3 separate regions of the Sus scrofa genome follow, and regions 2 and 3 are each linked to region 1. The links are chromatin contacts, called in public Hi-C and promoter capture Hi-C maps. All regions are on one chromosome and are shown on one strand. Each heading gives the region's core, a stretch centred on a gene start, on an enhancer-like site or on the middle of the called end of the contact. The rest is flanking DNA. Distances are from core to core; before and after follow the strand shown.

Region 1 (3,982 bases), core at 996-3,495:
AGTTCCATTCCTGGCCTGGGAATTTCCACATGCCACAGGCACTGCCAAAAAAAAAATACAGAAAGTAGAACAGTGGTTGCACGTAACTGGGGGAACAAAGGAGTGGACAGTTATCATTTAATGGGTAGAGTTTCTGTTTTGCAAGATAAAAAGAGTTACATAAGAGTGGGTGATAGTGGCATGGCTATGTGGATGCCACTGAGCTCAACACTTGAAAAAAAGGTTAAGGAGGGAGTTTCTGTCATTGCTCAGAGGAAACAAATCAGACTAGCATCCATGAGCACAAAGGTTCAATCCTGGCCTTATTCAGTGGGTTAAGGATCTGGCATTGCCCTGAGCTGTGGTATAGGTTGAAGACGTGGGTTGGATCTGGCGTTGCTGTGGCTGATGAGGTAGGTCAGCGGCTACAGCTCTGATTCCACCTCTAGCCTGGGAACCTCCATATGCAGCAGGTACAGCCCTAAAAAAAGAAAAAAGGCGTAATAGAAAATAGAACAAATTTTTATCAGCAATCACAACAAATGTAAATGAATTAAACTCACCTATTATAATAACAGTCAAACACGATAAAAGGCCGGCTATATACTCTCATAAAAGACAGACCTGAAGTATAAAGACATAAAGGGGGTGTAAAATGAAATTCCTGGAAAATACAGTAACATAACCTGACAAACAATATTATCAAATAAAAGAGAACTTGGACTAAATGGTATCCACAAGGATAAAGAGGCATGTTGTAGATTGGAAATCTTAGTCCCAATTCTTCACAGGATTATACATTCACACTTTTTGCCATATAACTTTGCTTTGTCCTCTGACTGTGGGTGTAATTAATGTTAACCTTAGGCACCTGACTGGCTTTGGCTAACCCAATATTAGTATGATTGGGAAAAGAAATTTTTTTTTTTTGTCTTTTTGCTATTTCTTGGGTCGCTCCCACAGCATGTGGAGGTTCCCAGGCTAGGGGGTCTAATCGGAGCTGTAGCCACCGGCCTACACCAGAGCCACAGCAACTCGGGATCCGAGCCGTGTCTGCAACCTACACCACAGCTCACGGCAACGCCGGATCGTTAACCCACTGAGCAAGGGCAGGGACTGAACCCGCAACCTCATGGTTCCTAGTCGGATTCATTAACCACTGCGCCACGACGGGAACTCCAGGAAAAGAAATTTTAAGGATGCTTTTAAGATCTGTCTTGTACTCTGGTGATCCACCATGAGAAGAACATGTCCTGGTAACCACTGTCCTTTTAGCCTGAGCTGCAGAAAGAACGCCTATGGAGCAGGTCTGAATCCATTCTGCAGCCCATCCATCCAGGCAGGCCCAGCCTAGGTAAAATGAACATAAAGGACCTGTAACCCTATGAACAAGAAAATAAATGCTTGCTGTTGTATTCCACCGAGTTTAAGAGCTGTTTGTCAGGCAGCATTATTATAATGACAATAAATAATACATATAATAAAAAAAGCCAAAAGAAGGCCCAAAAAATAAATAAATAAAATAAATCTGGACAATGTCACCAAAGGAAAGAGGGCTAACAAAGAGTGGGCAATGAGGAAAAAGGACCACTTGAAACCAAATACAATTTTTTTCAAGCGGTTACCAATTATGCCTACACAGAAGTCAACTCAGGCAAGACAAGAACCACTACACAAATTACAATTGCCAACACCTCACCACACTCACACATTGCACATCCACCTAGCAATTACACAAACAACACCACAAACGTTTTCATAAATCACAATCACGAACATCACCATTACACATCCTATCACAATTACTCCATCACACTCATACACAACCACACCCCCATCACTCTCACATCACCACAATCTCTCTCTCTCTCTCACTCACACACACACACACACACACACACACACACAGTAACTCTCCACCACAGTTTCTCGTTCTGAGAACTCCAACAACTCTCCAGGAGCATTCTCCGCACTGCCGCTACTCCAAACACTTGGGGCCTCCTTAAAGGCTCCACCCCTTTAGCCGCGCGCTGATGCTGCCCAGATGGCTTGAGCCCCTTCCTTAAGTCCCGCTCTGGGGACACGGCAGCGTCACCTGCCGGAAACGCCCGAATGCACATCTAGCGCGCAGTTTCCGAGAGGATGGATGAAGGAGACCCGAGGAAGGCCCGGGCCAGGCGCTGGCAACGTCGAACCACCCCACCGCGTCTGCCTCCCAACGGACGTTCCACAACACAACACCTCCCAGAAGGCCTCACGGCTTGACTCAACTTCCGGCCAGAACAGAGGGGGCGTTTCCTGTGTGAGGGAGACCGGGGTGAGCCTGGTCGGCTCAGGTGGTTAAGCCCGAGTGCCCGAGCTACCGCGCGTGGCGTCTCTGAGGCCCGACTAAATTCACAGTTGCGGGGGCAGTCGATCAGGGTGAGCCCTAGCAGGGCGCTGAGAGAAATCAGCTGTGGGGCCCACTGTGGACCACATTTCCCAGAGGGCCTAGCGGCCGGTCGCTCTTCTCGCAGGAACTCGAAATTTGCGTCACGCCTGGCGGGACTGTTAGATCCATGAGGTGGGCGATCGTGGGCCCGTGGGGCACTGGTTCAGCTCTGCGGGTTGGGATCCTGGGGGACCTGGAGGAGGCTGAAATTGAGGAGGCCAGAGGCTGATACGGAGGCTGGTGCTTGTGCCTGTGCGGGCGGAACGGACTGAAAAAGGGGAGATTTTGCGACCCTTTTGCATATGGGGTTGTGACCGTGTGTCCCTATGGTGGTGTGTGATTGTGACCACGCGACACTAGGATACCTGCGGCTATGCGAATGTAACATGTGTTCCATGGTGAGTTTGGTATATTATCTGTGTTGCCATGTGTGGTTCTATGTGTGCAGGTGTGGAGTGTGTGTTCCCTTGTTTTAAGTATGTCTGTGCCTCATGAATGTAGCACCGCGTTTATGGGTAGGAGGCTCCTGTCAACTGTGCGATTGTTACTTCACAGCTCTGTCTCTAGGAAACCTCTGTGAGGTTTGGTCAGACTTTAGTCCTCGACAGCTGTAACCTCAACTTTCTCCTGAAACACTGAAATTGGGTGGGACGCCCCATTTTCCTCTGATCTCCATTCCCTGAGTGTGTGCTGAGGCTTAGGGCTGAGACTGGGGCTGAGCCCTGACTTGACCAGTTTGAGCAATCAGAAAAACCTGGTGTCTCAAACTATTACTTTCTCATCTAGTTCTACCCTTTGCCAAGTGAGGAGCAGAAGAGAAGGAAAGAATGCATGCTGAACTTCTACAAGCAGTGTCCAAAGTATGTTGAAGTTTCTTTTTTGCTTTCCTTCTTCTGAAAATTAATGCTTAATAAAGATATGTCACTTGAGGAGTTCCTGTTGTGGCTCAGTGGGTTAAGAACCCAACAAATAGGACACAGGTTCAATTCCTGGCCCTGCTCAGTGGGTTAAGGATCTGTGTGGCCATGAGCTGTGGTGTCTGCTAATGTGGCTTGGATTTGGCGTGGCCATGGCTGTGGCTGGCAGCTGCAGCTCCAGTTTGACCCCTAGCCTGGGAACTTGCATATGCTGCAGGTGCCACCCTAAAAAGACCAAGAAAAAAAAGATACCTCTCTCTCCCTTTTTTTTTTTTTGTCTTTTCAGGGCTGCACCTGTGGTACATGGAGGTTCCTAGGCTAGGGGGTCCAACTGGAGCTGTAACTGCTGGCCTACACCATAGCCAGAGCAACACAGGACCCGGGCGATGTCTGCAACGTACACCACAGCTCAGGGTAATGCCAGATCCTTAACACACTGAGAGAGGCCAGGGATTGAACCTGCATCCTCGCAGATTCTAGTCGGGTTCACTGACTGCTGGTCCACGTTGGGAACTCCAAGGATATGTCTTTTGATTATAGGTTCTTATAATTTTCCCACCAGAAAAAAGTATAATTGATTCTATCGAAGTGCATAACTCCCATATTCCTAATATTTACGTATTTGGAAAATGGGTCCATTTCTGTTTGCCAAGTT
Region 2 (3,563 bases), core at 860-3,359, 320 kb after region 1:
CACCTGCAACATATAGAAGTTCCCAGGCCAAGGGTTGAATCAGAGATGCAGCTGCCAGCCTACACTACAGCCCCAGCAACTCAGGATCCAAGGCACATTTGGGACCTACACCAAAGCTCACAGCAACGCTGGATCTTTAACCCATGAGCGAGGCCAGGGATGGAACCGGCAACCTCATGGCTACTAGTCAGGTTTGTTACTGCTGAGCCACGCCGGGAACTCCCCAGCAGTTTCTTAGGAATGTGCTCATTTCCAAATATTGGGTAATTATCCATATTATCTTTCAGCTAACTGATTTATACTTTAACTCCATTGTGGAAAGAGGCTTGTTTTGTGGCCCAGAATATTTTTTCTATCAATACTTTTTATCAGTATTTTTATCGAATAATCCAGTGCATTCCACAAAAACACTATTGAATAACTTACAAGGAAGTTGAATCATATTTTCTTTTTTTTTTTGTCTTTTTTGTCTTTTTTGTTTGTTTTTTCTAGGGCCACACCTGTGGCCTATGGAGATTCCCAGGCCAGGGGTCCAATCGGAGCTGCAGCTGCCAGCCCATGCCAGAGCCACAGCAACTTGGGATCCGAGCCTTGGCCGAGACCTACACCACAGCCCACGGCAGCACTGGATCCCTAACCAACTGAGGAAGGCCAGGGACCGAACCCGCAACCCCATGGTTCCCAGTTGGACTCATTGACCACTGAGCCATGATGGGAACTCCTGAATCATATTTTCTTTATTTAATTTAGCTTCCTCTTTTCTTCCCACACAGGTGACTGTCCAATGTGAAGTATCCAGAATATTTTTTATCTTTGTAAATGTTACATGTGCACTTGAAAAAATTAGGGTTTTTGTGGATTTGTTTGTTGTTGAATCAAACTGAGCCATAAAAGTGACAATGCCAAATCTTTAACTGCTAGGCCACTAAGGAACTCATTTTATTTTATTTTTTAATTAATATTTTTTGCTGTTGTTGGTTGCAGTGCTCTGTAAATATCAGTTAGGTCGATGACAGTGTTTTTCAAATTTTCTGTTTTAAACTGATTCTCTGCCTACTTGTTCTAACAGTTACTGAGAGTATAAGCGGAACATCTGGATTATAATTGTGGATTTATCTCCTTCTCCTAACTTTATCAGATTTTCTTTCATGTATTTTGATGTTATTATTAAGTGCATAAACATTTATGATTATTTTCTCTTGATGAACTACCTTATTATTATGAAATGATCTCAAGAAAACCCACACCCATTGGTCTGATCCTCAAGGTCTGCCATACACTCCTACTCCACTCTCTACCAGTCACTTTCTATCATAGTACATTCTTATAGTTAACCTCACAAATGTCACACACAAATAACACAATCACACACATGGTCACAGAAATGCACCATGCTCACTCCAACATTCAAGATTTTTGCATGGTCTCTCAACACACACGACAGGATCAAAAGGTCATGCAGTAACCGACAAAATCAGTCATGTGACAGAAACCAAAACAAATAAATTATAAACACTATTGTTCTAAGGGGGTATAGAGTCAGGTTAAGGAGTCATGGAGTATTGAAGGAGAGGTGTAATCAGAGAAGACCTGTTGGAGACATTTACATCCGTATGTAGCCAGTAAGGGAACTTTGAAGATACCCGGCAGAGGATCTATTTTAGGAAGACGGGACACATTCACATCCACAGTCACCAAATCACAAATACAGGAATCATACGCAAAGGGATGAACTTCTAGATCCTGACCCCTCCCCTCCGGTCTTCATTCCCAGGGCAAGAACGCCCTAGTGGGAGGTAGGACCGGGAGGGAACATAATGCATCTGCGCACTTCACTCCCAACTGCCCCGCCACACTTTTTTTTCCCGTCTCTCAGAATATGGGACCTCATCCTCACCCACTTTGTGTAGGGGCGGCCCTACACACCAACTCGACCCCCTGCGGTTAACACACTGCCTGTAATTCTCCGCCTGGTTACTAAGGGAGGTGGACCGAGACCTAGTGCCTGCGCACTTCAATCCGAAACCGTCTAGCGTGACGCTTGGCCTCGTCCTGTGGCGGACCCAGGTTTGAAGCAGAGAGGAAGCGATTGAGACTTCCACGCTCCGGCAAGGCCAGGGGGAATTCGCTGTGGCAGGAGCCGGGGCGTAGGGGGCGATGTTACGTATCCCCAGCAGAGCCGCCCTGTGGCTGTTGGTATCCCCCGCGCCGAGGCTTTTTCTGGTTAGGACTACATTTCCCAGAGGCCCCCGCGAGCACTGGGCCCCTGGCGCCTTTGTGTCCTCCGGAGGCCGAGTCGCTTATTTCCAGGCCCGCGGAGGCTGAGTTCCTTCAGATTCAGGGCAGGAGGTGGGCCCGAGAGGAGGTTGCCGGAGCCTTCCGGGCTGGGACCCGATCTTCCGGCAGTTCAGTTCTGCAGGTAGGAAGTGGGTTGAGGAGTGGCCTGTGGGTCACCCAGACGTCGGTCCTGGGCCTTTTCTGTGACTCTTCGTGTGAGAAGGTGATTGATACCTTACGGTGCGTGAGCCTGTCACCCGATATGCCTGTGCACATCAGATTTCTGTGACTGTGGGTGTGAGTCGATGGTTGGTGCCACAGAAGGTGAGACTGTCAGTAGGGGTGAGAGGGGACTCTGTCCCCTGTTGTTCCTGTATCCTCGGCCTCTTTGTGGTTGGAGTGTGTGAGTGAGACCATCGGTTGTGATACACTGATATTTGAGGCTGGGTGTTATGGGAGAGGTGACGGTGTGAGTCTGCCGGTACCCATGGCCGCTGACTGTGATCTTCGTAAGATGGTGGTTGGCGCTGTAGTTTTTAAGAATTTGTGAATGTATGTGTGTGTCGGGGAGGGTAGTGGGGACTGAGTGAGACTGTGCCACCAATATCCATTAAAGCTAGCCAAGTGTGTCACCAAGTTTCAGAGCCACTGATCTACTGGTGAGGAGAAAGAAAGATAAGTGGAGTCAGGAAGACCTTTGTTTGATCTTGGTGCTGTTATTTATTAGCTGTGTGTCTTTATGCAAATAGTTACATTGCTTGGAGTCAGTCTTTATTTGCAAAATCTAGAAAATCTGTTGTTAAAATAATAAATTAGGAAGTGATTTAGGCACAGGTTAAATTGTATGCCATTAGATTCCTAGGTCTCTATTAAGCTTTCTCTATTGGAGGGAAGGGTGCAACAGAGGAAAAAAGAAGCCAAAAAATTCTATGCTGCTTATTCTGGATGCTGCAAGGAAAGCCTAGTTTCTGATGTTCTTTTCTTCATCTCACTCATCTAAGGGCTGTGCCATTTCTCAAGTGAAGAGCCAAGGGGAGGAAAGAATGGCTGTTGGACTTCTTAAAGCCATGTACCAGGTGAGTTAGTGTTTCTCTTTCCTGAAATATTTTCCTGCTTTTCAAAAGAGCAGACTTTCCTTCTGCTGAAACCTTTCTGGGTAACCAATCACATCACTTTTTAAAATCCTCCAATGGATTCCCACCTTATTCTGGATAAATGCTAAAGTCCTTGCCCTGGCCTGCAAGGCGGTAAATATTTGGTCCCTGGCTATCCCTCCAACCTCATCT
Region 3 (3,932 bases), core at 1,069-3,568, 380 kb before region 1:
TGGTTAAGGTTATGATGATCCATTATCATTCTCCAGTGTCCATCTGTCTTCTGCGCAGGCCAAATAGGCAAGTTGAATATGGATGTGGTGGGAATCACCTCCTTTGCATCTTTCAAGCCCTTAATGATGGCACTGATTTCTGAAATGCAGTGTTTCTTTTGGTTTACTGTTTTTCTAGGTAGAGGCCGTTCTAGTAGCTTCCACTTGTCCTTTCCCACCATCATAGCCCTCACTCAACAGGACAGAGAACCCATGTGAGAATTCTTAACAGCTGCTGAGTATGTCTATCCCAATTATCCATTCCAGGACTTGGGGGGGGAAAAAACCACAGGATGGGTTTAGGGTCTACTTTAGATGGACTTGAGCTAAAACTTCATCGATCACCTGACTGCTACAGGCCCTGGTCCACCCTGACTAGTGAACCACAGTGATGTTTTGGGTCTCCTAAAATTAGTGTCCAGAACCAGTGTTCAGTATTCCCTGAAAGTTCTGATCACTTCCTTTTCCTTGACATAGTTATCCGGGTAAAGGCTGTAGGTTCCTTTGGGAAAGCTTAGGGGAAAATTTAACAATGTAAATTTTTGGTAATGTAGCAGGGCCACTCATTGCAGAGGTTCTAAGTCTGTATAGAGGGTTAAGTCTGAGAAATGAGGGGCTGTGACTCTTATCATTCAAGCTAGACTTTTGTTCTCTTGCCCTAGAACTCTTCCATTTATACAGGTCAAGTTAAAGAGTTTAGCAGACTTACCATCTTTCACGTCTACCAAAGAACATCAACCATTCTTCCAGTTACCACATGACAGAAATTAAAAAAAAAAAGTCATGGTCATTTTGCTTTTTATTTATTTTTTTGTCTTTCGTTTTTTGAGGGCCAAACCCGCGGCATATGGAGGATCCAGGCCAGGGGTCTAATCAGAGCTGTAGCCACTGGCCTACGCCAGAGCCACAGCAACACGAGATCTGAGCCACAGCAACACCGGATCCTTAAACCACCAACCGAGGTCAGGGATAGAACCCTCAACCTCATGGTTCCTAGTCGGATTCATTAACCACTGAGCCACTATGGGAATTCCCATCATTGTCTTTTTATAGGTAGTAAACTCAATCTCACACACTTGTAATACTGCAGTCTCTCATGTAGTTACTAATATAAAATCACAACCATATACACTATCTCTATCAAGATTTTAACTTACATAAGTTGCCTTCTAACACACACAAAAATGTATCTACCAAATCTCTCATGTGATCTCCTACCCAATCATACTCAGTTAAAATATCAAACTCAAATCACAGCATTATACTCACTCACTGAACATATATTTTCACTGTCATAAAATTCATCCAGAGATTTGGCTCTAGTCACAAACCACTTTCACAAACTTCGTACGTTTCACTCAACACTCTCTCCCAGTGATAGTCTCAAGTGCACACCATCTCACACATATGATCAAGAATCGACAAAGAAACACAATCCCATGTTCTCACAGATACATTTCCTCACACAAGAGATAGGGTTTCTGGCCTCTCAGCAAGGTTAAAAATCTTTACCATAGATTTGTCCCTTCTGGCAGTTAATCTGTACTAGTTTCCACCCCTCTCAGTTAATTCCAGTCTCTCATGCACACTTAGACACACAGTATCACCTCACAACCCCCCCCTCCCCTCCACCGCCAAGATAAGGCTCAGAACCAGTTCACCCTTCACCAGGAATCTGTGATTCATCCATTCGGTGCCTCCTAGTCCTAAGAGACAAGCTTCCTCCCTTCTCTAGTGAAATTCACCCGCGGACACTCGCCACAGCCAAATCCTCCCAGTAGTCACAGGTAGACCTGGCACACTGAATGTTACAAGGTCATTGCCTGTGTAACCGCGCCACCCGCAATCATGAGTAACCAATCACTGTCTCAAGCGCATACCTAAATCACATCACATTATGCCACCACACAAACACTGCGCGTGGCCAAGCTCACCGCCTAAACCTATACAAGTATGCACCACATCCGCTTTCACATACGAGTTTTCTCACGCTTGACACCCTCCACTCGCTGTCACATAATCCTCTCCCTCTCGATCTGACGCGCTTTCGGATACGTGGACAGAAAACACATCCAGCATAGCAACCGCACAGCAGAGGCTGAAGCTCTCTGCATCAGATCCGAGTTTGCGCCCCTCAGTTGGGCGGTGGTGGCATCTCTCATAGCCTCATTGAAAGCGCGCAGGTGCGGCAGGAAGTCTGGCGGAAGATCTACCTACTTCGCTAGCCTCCCAGGCTCCTTGCTCGCGGACTACGTTTCCCAGAGCCCACAGCGCGCCAGAGCTACTTCCGGTAGGAACGTCGGGTGAATGGTCAGCGGCAGAGGCGGTTGAGGGCTTCCCAGGACGGGTTCAGTAGGCAGGGCTCTGCGTGGGTCCTGGAATTCGAGTCAGAGCTTGGACCAGAGCTCCTCCTGAGGATGCTGAAGGTAACGAATCCTGTCGCCCCAGGACTGGCAAGAGGAGTGTCTGGAGTGTTAGGTTTCTAAGTGCAGGAGCAACCGGAGGGAGGGATTAGGATGTGGGTGTGTGACGGAAATTAGTCTCCGGACTAAGTGTATTTGGCTGTTGTGACAGCTCCTGGAGTCATGCTTTTGTGACAGTGTAATTGTGTGCATGGGCATATGTGTAAATGACGTTTGTGTTTGTGACCATGATTGCAATTGGCTCTTTGTGTAAGCCCCATTTATTTATATAAAAGAAAAGCACATTTACACAAACCCTTACAACCACGCAACGAAGTAGTTAGGGAGACATTCCAGTAGTCACCTGTGGATTCATACACGCGTCATAAAACCAAAATCACATAAGCTACCCCATGTTTATTATCACAAAACTTCAGGCAAAGCGACATATATTATAGCAACAGCAAGTAATGAAAACAAAAAAACTACTCTTGGAGTTCTCTTATGGCTCATCAGGTTAAGGATCCAACTGCACTATCACCTTGCAGTGGCTTGGGTCACTCCTGTGACCCGGGTTCGATCCCTGGCCTAGGAACTTGCACATGTCACAGGCGCAGCCAAAAAACAAACAAGCACTACCCTTGCCAACTTAGTCTACTTCCTCAACTGAAGAGCTCTCACAGGATCTGAAGAGCTCACACAAGAATCATAGAAATAGAGAACATAACATAGAGCAGAAACTTATGACCTAGAACATAGAAACATAGCTCACACAATCATAGAAATGTAGTCTCCACGGCTCTGGCTACTGCATATCACACTCAAAAGTCACACAAAGTTTGAGCTGCAGGAAAAGCCTGTTATCTCATAATTTTTCTCTGCCTCACTATTTCTGCCATTCCCCTTAGAAACACCTCGAATGGGGAGTTCCCGTCGTGGCGCAGTGGTTAACGAATCCAACTAGGAACCATGAGGTTTCGGGTTCGATCCCTGCCCTTGCTCAGTGGGTTAACCATCCAGCGGTGCCATGAGCTGTGGTGTAGGTCGCAGACGTGGCTCGGATCCCGCGTTGCTGTGGCTCTGGTGTAGGCTGGCAGCTACAGCTCCGATTAGACCCCTAGCCTGGGAACCTCCCATATACCGTGGGAACGGCCCAAGAAATGGCACAAAGACCAAAAAAACCCCACCTCAAATGGGCTAAAAGAATAGCACTGTTGCATGTACAAAAAGTGTCTAAGATTATTGAGTGCTGCTTCTTCCCTGAAATGTTCATATTAACCTTCAAAAATTCCTTTGTTATGGGAGTTCCATTGTGGCTCAGCAGTAAGGAACCTGACCAGTATCCTTGAGGATGTGGGTTCAATCCCTGGCCTTGCTCAGTGAGTTAAGGATCTGGCGTCGCCTTGAGCTGTGGTATAGGAGTCAGACATGGCTGGGATCCTGCATGGCTGGGGCTGTGGTGTAGGTCGGCATCTGTAGCTCTGACTGGAC

What was found. Promoter capture Hi-C pulls out the DNA fragments that hold promoters and counts their contacts. A called contact is a pair of places that touch in the nucleus more often than the background predicts.
Region 2: a Hi-C map of liver shows a contact between it and region 1, with 4 times the contacts expected there. The contact joins the promoter of ZNF570 here to the promoter of ZNF568 in region 1. A contact is called at or near these places in 3 of 5 promoter capture datasets (fetal liver, fetal skeletal muscle and liver), 3 of 47 Hi-C or Micro-C datasets (heart right ventricle, liver and skeletal muscle) and 1 of 2 datasets of contacts at active chromatin or transcription factors (alveolar macrophages).
Region 3: a promoter capture Hi-C map of fetal liver shows a contact between it and region 1, with 2.7 times the contacts expected there. The contact joins the promoter of LOC106510528 here to the promoter of ZNF568 in region 1. A contact is called at or near these places in 2 of 5 promoter capture datasets (fetal liver and liver), 3 of 47 Hi-C or Micro-C datasets (heart right ventricle, liver and skeletal muscle) and 1 of 2 datasets of contacts at active chromatin or transcription factors (alveolar macrophages).

The regions. Positions count from the first base shown.
Region 1 is chr6:46,119,261-46,123,242 of Sscrofa11.1, forward strand. ZNF568 (zinc finger protein 568) reads right to left here and starts at 2,246. Exons shown (of 8, transcript XM_021097146.1): 1 at 2,075-2,246; 2 at 543-603. ZNF829 (zinc finger protein 829) reads left to right here and starts at 2,266. Exons shown (of 6, transcript XM_013998466.2): 1 at 2,266-2,542; 2 at 3,197-3,270. The coding sequence starts at 3,238.
Region 2 is chr6:46,440,448-46,444,010 of Sscrofa11.1, forward strand. ZNF570 (zinc finger protein 570) reads left to right here and starts at 2,110. Exons shown (of 5, transcript XM_013998450.2): 1 at 2,110-2,500; 2 at 3,279-3,353. The coding sequence starts at 3,321.
Region 3 is chr6:45,741,526-45,745,457 of Sscrofa11.1, forward strand. LOC106510528 (zinc finger protein 461) reads left to right here and starts at 2,319. Exons shown (of 4, transcript XM_021097140.1): 1 at 2,319-2,465. The coding sequence starts at 2,457.